3 separate regions of the Mus musculus genome follow, and all the other regions are linked to region 1. Evidence: chromatin contacts called from public Hi-C data. All regions are on one chromosome and are shown on one strand. The core of a region is the stretch at or near the end of the contact, and the rest is flanking DNA. Distances in the headings are between cores, read along the strand shown. Region 1 overlaps Gm31037 (a long non-coding RNA gene). Region 2 has its middle 75 kb from the start of Dynlrb2. Region 3 has its middle 21 kb from the start of Gm31278.

What was found. A called contact is a pair of places that touch in the nucleus more often than the background predicts.
Region 2: a Hi-C map of uterus shows a contact between it and region 1, with 8 times the contacts expected there. The contact joins two enhancer-like sites. A contact is called at or near these places in 5 of 484 Hi-C or Micro-C datasets (adipose-derived mesenchymal stem cells and uterus).
Region 3: a contact with region 1 is called in a Hi-C map of uterus, with 2.4 times the contacts expected there. The contact joins two enhancer-like sites. A contact is called at or near these places in 2 of 484 Hi-C or Micro-C datasets (both in uterus), 1 of 115 datasets of contacts at active chromatin or transcription factors (embryonic stem cells) and 1 of 9 other capture datasets (embryonic stem cells).

What each region holds. Positions count from the first base shown.
Region 1 is chr8:115,858,057-115,861,439 of GRCm38.p6, forward strand. All of the region lies in intron 1 of Gm31037 (a long non-coding RNA gene), which reads left to right. Among named protein-coding and RNA genes, the nearest start is that of Gm31037, 3.5 kb to the left of the region's middle. Within about 2 kb of position 1,530, at least 5 of the 459 cell types and tissues checked have an H3K27ac peak or open chromatin away from gene starts, as enhancers often do. A contact at or near this core is called in uterus, where this site is marked.
Region 2 is chr8:116,428,286-116,431,668 of GRCm38.p6, forward strand. No RefSeq gene overlaps it. Among named protein-coding and RNA genes, the nearest start is that of Dynlrb2, 75 kb to the right of the region's middle. Within about 2 kb of position 1,881, at least 29 of the 459 cell types and tissues checked have an H3K27ac peak or open chromatin away from gene starts, as enhancers often do. A contact at or near this core is called in uterus, where this site is marked.
Region 3 is chr8:116,371,364-116,374,746 of GRCm38.p6, forward strand. No RefSeq gene overlaps it. Among named protein-coding and RNA genes, the nearest start is that of Gm31278, 21 kb to the left of the region's middle. Within about 2 kb of position 1,893, at least 48 of the 459 cell types and tissues checked have an H3K27ac peak or open chromatin away from gene starts, as enhancers often do. A contact at or near this core is called in uterus, where this site is marked.

The sequences.
Region 1 (3,383 bases), core at 280-2,779:
AAGATAGTGCTTAGAAAGAACCTCTGGAGCCTTATTCTGGGTGAGGATCAATATTTGTGAGCCCAGGTGAGCAAAGATGGTGCATTCAATTTACTACAGAGATTCCCAGATGAATTCAAGACACGGACAAGGGGTGGGGAGAGAGAGAGAGAAGAAAGAAAGGAGGTAGGGAAGGAAGGAAGAAAGGAAAAGAGGAAGAGAGGAGAGAAAGAAGGAAGAAAAGAGGAGTAGAAAGAAAGGAAAGAAGGGATGGAGGGAGGAAGTGAGGAAAAAGTAAAAGGAAAGAGAGAACAAAAGAGGAAGGAGGAAGAGGAAAATGAGGGAGACAGTAAAAAAGGAGGAAAAGGAGGGGATAAGGAGATAAAGTAGAGAAGGGAGGGAAATAAGGAAGGGAGAAACGGAGGCTAGAAATGGAGGAAAGAGAAAGAAAGAAAGAGAGAGAGAGAGAAAGAAAGAAAGAAAGAAAGAGAGAGAGAGAGAGAGAAAGGGAGAAAGAAAGAAGGGGAGAGCCTGGCAGTGGTGGCACATGCCTTTAATCCCAGCACTCGGGAGGCTGAGGCAGGTGGATTTCTGAGTTCGAGGCCAGCCTGGTCTACAGAGTGAGTTCCAGGACCATCAGGGCTACACAGAGAAACTGTGACTTGAAAAACCAAAACCAAAACAACAACAAAAAGAAAAAAGAAAAGGAAAGGAAAGGAAAAGAAAAAGAAAAAAAAAGAAAAAGAAAAAGGAAAAGGAAAAGAAAAAGAAAAAGAAAAAGAAAAAGAAAGGGGTGGGGGGAGAAAGAAAGGAAGAAAGGGAAGGAGGCTCATTTGAGGCTATTTTGGCTGCCTGTCTAGACACAATGATGTGAGCATTCAGAGCTGCCTGGAGCCATACATGACAGAACCAGGGGCTAGATGTCTGGCATCTGCTCAGCTGAGGAGTAAGTAGAACAATGCCACAGAAAGAACTGAGGCCTAAAGACCTTCCCAGCAACCCCAGGGAAGGAAAGAAGTCATACAATAGCGCGTACAGCCTGGAAGAGCTACTCAGAGGGTCAACGTTTCTGTCAGCGGTCTCTCTCCACTTGTGGTCAACCAGAAATCTATTTTTCAAAATTCCTATCTATCTCTCTTCTATTACATGGTGTAAAGAACACCAAACATCACCACAAAGTGTGGTTATTTTTTTTTTTAATCTTTAATGCTAAGCTTCACAATGCACATGACATTAACTGTTGGGGGCAGCAGCAGTTTCCAAGAAGTTGATGGTCACCCCCAAAGTAGCAGAAGCTGGAGTTCAAGGGAAGGTCCTCGTGACCTCTTATTGGGAGAGATGCCATAGATACTGACGATGTTGTAAACAGACAAGACAAACTACAACATTAAAATACTCAGCAGATCTGGACGGGAAAGGCAGATCAAGTGTCCCATGAGAGAACGTTACAGGCTTGCGAGGTGGATTTGCCATTCGACTACCTCTCTCATGGGTCCAACTGAGCTAGCACAGTGCGCTCAGGCCCATGTTTATCTGGAGCAGCAGAAGAAAGGCAGCTGGTCTGAATTAAGTTCTGCCTTCTGAGGCCCTTGTGCATAGAGTGGGAGTCAGGGGTGGGGACAGCATGGGCGGCAAGCCCAGGACTTGTGGAGATGGGGCATATGGCCACAGTGCGTCATTATAGAGCGGGGTCACAATGTGTTGGCAAAGCCACTGAACTTAAACAATAATAGTGTGAGACACATCAAGAATAAAGCTCAGGCTTAGGGATTGCTGGTAGATCTTGAAGAATATAGAAAAATCAAATCTTGGAATAATTTTCATGGCTTTGGAGCACAGAATGCTATCATCCTGTCTGAGGAAAACATTGAGCATGGCCCTTTATATGCATCTATAGACCAAGATGGGTCCTAGGCAAATGAGCTGAGAGAATCTATGAAGTGGAATATGAGTACTAGAAATTTGTGAACTTCAACAGTGGTTTTGTCTGAGCCCCAGCCATTTCTGTAGTTAATCATCCAGGAAAGCAGGGACTGGCACTCTCGCTTCTATCCAGCGACACTGAGATGCTGAGCCTGTGAACCGCTTTTATCCTTGTTAATAGGAACAAGTGCCTATTTAAAGGTCTGAACCAGAGGTAGGTGATCAGACCAGTGATGATCTGACCTTGGGGAGACAGTATCAAAGAAACCGAATTCTACTCTAAACCCATAAGTTGATCATCTTCAAAAAGAACACGCAGTGGCTCAGACGCTGACGATCATCCGGTGGCAGATAACAGCGTTCTGACAACCTTCTTAGGAGTGATGTGTAAAAAAAAAAGTTAAAGATGGGGGAGGACAGTAGTCTATCATCCTGGGATAGTGTTCATGACAGAGAGGGGAAGTTGACCTTAGACTTGGATGCAAAGAATATAGCTTAATCCAATGGTAACCATAGACAAGGACTATGGAACTCAGGCACTCACTGAGACCATATCCTGAAAAGAGAGGCTTTTCAACCCACAGGAAAGAGTGCACATCAAGAGTGCTCTGTGATGATCTCACCAGAAAGAGGATCAGATTTAGCTGTCAATGTTAGATTCTGGATTTATTTTATTGGGACCCCAAATACAGATGCATCTTTCTAAAACCCAAATTAAACTGGACAACCAACTTCAGTAACACATATCAAGTACATGAAGAATTGTGAGAATTGTGTTCATGTGTGGATATTCATGTGCTCTCTCTCTCTCTCTCTCTCTCTCTCTCTGTGTGTGTGTGTGTGTGTGTGTGTGTGTGTCTTTGTCTGTGTCTGTGTCTGTGTCTGTGTCTGTGTCTGTGTCTGTGTAACTACATGTACATGTATGTGTATGGTGCTCTGAGGCCAACCTTGTGTATTCAACTTCTAGAGCTGTCCCTCTTGATTTTTTTTCTGAGATAATGTTTCTCCTTAGAATTAAGGAACCATCTTGGGGAGAAGACGTTGAAGGGCAGGGGGCCATCTTTCAAAACTGACCCCAACCTCTAGCATTGTCATCTTAATATCAACCTAAAGAGGGTAGACTGAGTTCCCGAGAAAGCCTAGGAGAATGGAACTGATAGCATAGCCAGGGAGGATGCTGCAGAAATTATCATATGCTAATACGAAAGGGTGGGCTGAGGCTGCCAAGACAGAGGAGAGCATCCTCCTACTCAGTCTCTAGCTTGGGGTCTCAGATAGACTTACAGTTAGTGTAACAATGATGGTGGTATAAATAACAATATATAGCAGCAGTATCCTCTCTATAACAACAACAATTCAGAGAGGGGGTCCGAGAAAGAGACAGAGACAGAGACAGAGACAGAGACAGAGACAGAGACAGAGAGAAGCCTGCAGGTCACAATCTTCTTAACAATTCACACTGCCTCTCCCTCAAATTCCCT
Region 2 (3,383 bases), core at 631-3,130, 570 kb after region 1:
GATATAAAGCATTCACATAAAACTGGCCAAGCAGAAGTTACCCCCACTGCACACTTCTCCCAACTTGCTTATCCAATGTCTCTCTGGGACCTATGAGAAGACCCACAACAGGTGTGGAGCTGAACTGGAGGATGGGTGGCACAGAAGGGGGGAGGAGAAGGGGGAGAGAGAGGGAAGAGAAGAGATGAGGAGAGGAAGAAGAGAAGAGGAAGAGGGGGACAAAAAGGAAGAAGAAGGAGGAAAAGGGGAAGGGGAAGGGGAAGGCAGAAGCATCCAGGTATGTATGGAAGCCTGAGTTTATCCAAACCAAGACAAAGGGATAGCATGAAACCTCTGGACAGCTGTTCTTGCATCTCTACATTCTGGGGTATGGTTTGGGTTATGTACGTATGATTTAGATTAAATCCAAGGCCTACCTTTAACATTCTTATGGACTCTGTGCACAGTCACGATTGCGCAAACATAAGAGCTAGCAGAAGAGGAATGTATACTCCCTTCTTCTGTGAAGAGCGTCTCAGGAGTCATTTACAGGACTGTTCCAGAAGCCTGTGACCTGACCCATAATAGACATCCAACAGATACACCCTTCCCCATGTGTCCTTGCCTGGCTGGCTCCTCAAGGTTTTGAGCATCTCCAATGTAGATAGAGTTGAGATTACAAATCTGCAAATAAGAAAGAGGAGGAGTAAGAGAAGGAGGGAAGAAGGATGAAGAGAAGGTAGTGGTAGGGGAATAAGAAAAGGAGGGAGGACATTAAAATATACAGAGCAAGCATAGTGCTGCCAAGTGTGTTTCTCACACATCCCTGACAACTACCCATGAGGAAGACATCATCAGACTCATGAAACTGTAGAGGAGCCGAGACGTCGGAAAAGGGAATCTTCACTGCTTTGGCTCCAGACACCTAAGTCACCGAAGTCTGCCTAGATTCCAATTTCCTAGTTTGCATTTTATCACCTTGCACCCAGGACCTCAAGTCTGGTCTGAACTGTCTCATCCCATAATAGTCTTTGTCACCAAAAACATCCAGAAAGAGGAAGTAAACGAGAAAGCATATGACCTTAGTCTCACTCACCCAGATTTAGACAGAGAGGAAAGCATTGCAAGAGATGACACCAGAGCTCACTGTTTCCAGGGAGGGACACACTTGAAGAGACAGAGGCTGAGACTCTACTGCAGACACTGCTGACAGCTCTCTGGGGAATGCTGAGTAACAACTCCAGTCTCTGACCCTCAATATCCTCACCTACAGACTGAGCATTTGGATGACTCCGGGACACAGAAGCCCCCATCTCCAACATATATGTCATCCTAGGCCCTACGTTCCAGATAGCAAGCTGAAATCTGGGGAACCTGTATTTTTTTCAGGCCCTCAGACACAACTCTGTCTCCTCCATGTAGCCTAAACCAGAGATAAAAGTTAAGAAACTTGACTCTATGGGCTAGAGAGGGGCTCTGTGGTTTAAAGTGGCTACTGCTCTTACAGAAGGCCCGTTTGGTTCGGTATATCCATATTGGGCAGCTCACTCCCTCCTGTAACTTCAGCTCTACTGGAGTCAGCTCCCTCTTCTGGCTTTCATGGGAACCTACGTGCATATGTACAGCGTGTGTGTGTGTGTGTGTGTGTGTGTGTGTGTGTGTGTGTACAAGAACAAATTGAAAAATTGAAAAAAAAATTTTAAATAAAAATAAAATAAGGAAACTTGAATGGAGAAGGGACAGAACGCATCCCTGATCAGCTTCAGCCAAGCGAGGATTATTCTGCAGTTTCTATTTGCCAAAGGAAAATTACATTCCACAACACCCAGAGGAGGAGGTGAAGGGAGGAAGCTGCTGCTTCCAATGAGGACTTCATTCCAGAAATCCCACATACTGGCCTCACAAGAGCCCTAGTGTGATAAAGAGATGACTATTTCGGATGAGAGGATCCAGTCCTCCGGGAGAGGTGGGAGGAGGACAAGGCCAGGGCTCACTCCCAGGGAAGTGCAGCTCAGCCCTCAATTGCGATATGGATACTGCATTTCCAGGGTAATGACTTCAACCTGGTGGAGCCAAAAACCTGTCGCCATTAAGTATGTTTTCAATTGGGAAATGGAAGCACATAGGTGCTGGCAGCAACACAGGAAAGCAAGTCTTCATTAGAGCCTGAGAGTTCACGCCCACATCTGGGCCGGGCGGTGCGGCCGCTGCCAGGCCTGGCACAAGCTTGTGCCATCTCTCAGCCTCAGAAGTCAGAATGGGAGGACACCATTTTCTCAGTAAATTTCCGGGTTTTAAAAACAACTGCCAGGACATGGGGAAATGGCTCAGTCAGTAAAGAGTTTGCTATGGAAGCATGACAAAGCAAGCTCAAGTCCCTAGAACCTCTGTATGAAATCTGGGCACAGTGGGACATGCCTGTAATTTCTGCTCTGGGGAGGTGGAGACCGAACCCAGCTGATTCAGGTAAGAAACTCTGTCTCAAAAACTAAAGGAGAGAACTACTGAGGTAGATGCTTTTCCTAGTTTCATTTCCATTGCTGTTTTCATCCTGAACAGAAAATAACACAACACAAAACAAAACAAGCAAACAAAAACAAACAAACAACAACAACAAAAAAAAAAAAACCAAAGAGGTGAAAGGGTCTTATACTTACAAACTATAATTCATTATTTTGGGAAAGTCAAAGTAAAGATGTACAAGTCAGGAGTGATCAATGAATGCATCCTTGTTTCCTTGCTCCCAGCTAGCTTTCTCCTCTGTTATAGTTTCAGAACTCACTGCCTACGGGATGGTGCCACCCACAATGGACTGTGTCTTCTACATCAATCACCAATCAGGCCATGCTTAGAAGTCAACCTAACCTAGATAATTCTTTATAAAGACTTGCTTCTCAGGTGATTCTAGAGTGTGTCAAGTTGGCAGTGAAAACCAAACCAGCACAGTACCTAACGTCAACCTCTAGCCTAAGCAAACACACACATATATGAACACACAAATGAACATATAACATGCATATATATATATATATATATATATATATGCCATAAAATCTGTTATTCCCATTTTCAACTGAACATAAGTTTTTCCTGATACCGCACATTTCTGAACACTCTACCCACAGCTCTCAACCTTCCACCTATGAGCCTAGGAAGACAGAACTGAGCACCCAAGTGAGTCTCCAACACTATTTCCTGTATATCCTTCAGGCATGGTAGCATGACATTGGACTGATCTGTCCTTTCCCCCCACCCCACCCCCAGACTCTGTCCATCCATCACTATACCTCACTCTTTTCCTCCTTCCCTGTTTTAAACACCATGGAAAGTGAACATCCCAGGTAGAACTTGATCTGTGGAGTCAGAAAACAATGGCCACAGTCTTGATCCTCATGTGGTTTCAT
Region 3 (3,383 bases), core at 643-3,142, 510 kb after region 1:
TGTGGAAGGGCCCCTCCCCTGTCTTCTGACCCTATTCTAAGACATAGACCAGGCAGACCCTGGGGCACAGAAGCCATGGCGGTCAGGGTTACGTTTTCTACTTCATCTGTAAAGTTCATTCACTGTGGCTTTAGCTATGTGTGACCTGTGGGGCAAGTTCAGCTGGAACTGAGCTGGGAGGTGGGGGAGGGTCTGCTTCCTCTAACTGGAGGGGATACCAGAAGAGTCAGAATACCCAAATGTCGCCTCCTCTGTGGTGGGTGAGATGGCTGTGGGTATTTTTAAATGATGGTTTTGTTCTCATCCCTAAGCTATTCTTTTTATTCCAGGGGATGGACTGTTGACCCAATCACAGAACACAAGCACAATGCATAAAATTGTCTCTCCACCCATTCCCCTTCAGAGGGACCCAGCCATTATGTAAAGAGGCACAAAAGGTTTAATTGGGGCCTAAAATTCCAGGGCAAGGCCGAGTGGGCTGGAAAGTTTAAAAGTGGGATGGTGGGGAAATGTGCTAGGAGGTTTCTGTCCTTTTCTCCGTAATGGTATTTCTTTTTTCTAGGAGAGAAAAGGAGTCTTCTAGATAAGGCCTGCTGGAGGGTTTCCAGAAGAGATAGCTACAAGAAAGATAAGTTCCGACAACTCCGAGGTTTCTGCAGAACCGCTGGCAAAGGGGAGTTCCAACATGCATCAACCCCCTGTAACATACTGTTTACCTGTTCTCCCACCCCACCCCCGCCAGATCATGCCCCCTCCCCCCCAACGGCGGATATGTTGAGGTTCTGTGATGCCAGGGCCAGTTTCCAAAGAAAAACACATCAGAGTTCTATCCAGAGAGCCTGCGGTGCCAATCAGATGCGCCACAAGAAAAACTAACAGAAACTCAAACCGGAAGGGAGTGATGGAAACCTATCAGCAGAAGGTCAATGAGGGCACTGAGAGGCAGGTCTGGGGAGTTAGAGCCAGTGCTAGCCCAATGGATTGACCAATGAGTGTTTCAAACACTAGCGGTGGGGGTTGGGGAGGGGGCGCCTCCAAACCTCAGGATGACAGGTACCCAAGGAAGGGAGTGGAGTCGCAAAAGCAGCTGGTGTAGTGAATTACTTCTCACAGGGGTAGAGGGGCGGCTCAGCTCCTGTATGTTTCAATTTTGAAAAAGGAAAAACAAGACACACTGATAGGCAGAGATGCAACGCATTACAGCCACCCTCCTAGATCTCTGGTTCAGCAACACACACACACACACACACACACACACACACACACACACACACCAGCCCTAGATGTCTGATGTTGCTGCCTCGGGTTTGAGGGACCCTGGAGGTGAGAATCTGACTCAGAACCTAAGCTCCTGCGCATGCACTCTGAGATCCAGAAAGAGCTGGGAGGAACAGAAGCCCTGCTGTTTAGGAGGCCTGTGCCAAGAAGAGAGAACACAAGCCAAGACTGGCCAGAGCCCATTCTGCTGAATCATGGTAAGTACAAAAGGGAGGATTTTAGATGAAAGTGGAAGCAAGACTATTCGGGAAGAGGAAAAGGACCAGTGGGAGGGGGAGGGGAGACTAACTAGAGAAGGTGGGGGGGGGGGGTTCAAAAGTACATTGTATACATATATCAAAATGGCCAACAGAGTGAGTTCCAGGACAGCCAGGGCTACACAGAGAAACCCTGCGTCGAAAAAAACAAAAACAAAAACAAAAAAGATGTCGTAATGAAACTTGATGATTTTGTAATGCATATATGATGGTAAGAAAGGGGACTAAAGAAAGACTTAAATTTTGAAAACAAGGCTGGAGAGATGGCAGTACTGTTAAGACTGGTTACTGCCCCTGCTGGAGACCTGAGTTCAGGTCCCCACCTACACTGGATGGCTCACAGCCACTTGTTAACTACAGCGCCAGGAACCCTGACACCCTCTTCTGGCCATCTTGGGCATTGTGCTTACACACACAATACCAACCCCTGCCCCCTTACGGAAATGAATAAATACAGTGAAATCTTTAAATCTGAAAACAAAAACTGAGGAAACTCCCGGTATCCTTGAGTTATGCCTGAAACTCAGAAGTTAAAAAGAAAAAAGAAAAAAAAAAGAATTTAAAAACCAATCTAGCCTCAGCCATCCTTGGATAAAAATATAAATGATCGTTACCAAGTTTTCCTTATTTTTTGCGATCTTACTCTCTCTTTCCATTATGGGACTAGTTTTTTAAAAGTCTAGTTGAGATTAGAATGCCTCAGGAGGCTAGGCGTGGTACCACATGCCTGTAAGTCCTGCACTTGAAAGGTAGAGGCAAGAGGAGAGCTACAACTTCACATTCAGCCTGGTGTACATATTTCATGGCAGCCCACCGATAATTATAACTAAGACCCTATTGCAAAGAGCCAAAAATCAGGCTGGGGAGAAAGGGAGAAAGCTCTGTCAAGAAGTGCCTTCTGTACAAGCAGGAGGATCCGAGTTCAAATCCTCAGCCCAGATGTAAAAAGCAGAAGTAGGCAGGTGTGTCTATAACTCAAGTGCTGGCAGAAGGAGGACAGAGTACATCTCGGATGCCAATACTGGGGTAGAGCAGAGACAGGCAGATCCCTACGACATGGGTCAGCCAGTCTAGCCTAAGCAGGTTCAATGGAAGACCCTGCCTCAAAACAATAAGGTGTAAATCAATAAAGGAAGACATTTGAACTTGACATCTGGCTTCTACATGCACACAGATATATGTACATGAAGACACACGCTGCCAAAATGAGATTCCAGCACATGGGAAGGCAGGATGACCAGGAGTTCAAGGTCACTGTTGGCCACATAGGGATTTGAAGGCTGGCCAGAGCTTCATAAGACTCTGCCTCAAGACATAAAAAAAAAAAAGAAAATGTCCCCGCGAAGTCAGCCCATCCTGTTCCGCCTGTCGCCCTGGGTATATTGATGCCCATTTCCATGAACCTACGCATGCTGTCATTACGATGCGCTTACATGTATAGATGGAATGCACGTCACAGCCACACGCACAGCCTGGGGGTCATTAGCACTTGGAGAACAAGGAGCTTGCAGTATAAAGTCAGGGTAAATCAGACTGCAAATAGAATCTTGAAAACAGGTACCCAACCTTACCAGCTGAGTTCCAAAAGCCCCATCCTATGCAAGCTGACTCTGGTCTTTAAAAATATAAATAGGAACCTTCTAGACTGAAAAGAAAACGTAATGTATAAATGACTCTGCCATGGCCCATAACCACCATTAATAAATGATAATTGACCTTACAATTCTGGAACTACCTTTGTTTCCCTCATATCCCTAGACAGTTATCCAGCAATAGTGACAGGTCTTATATTATGTGTCTGCCCCATTCCACAGACTTGGTTAAGTCTTGGGATAAAGTAGGAAGGAT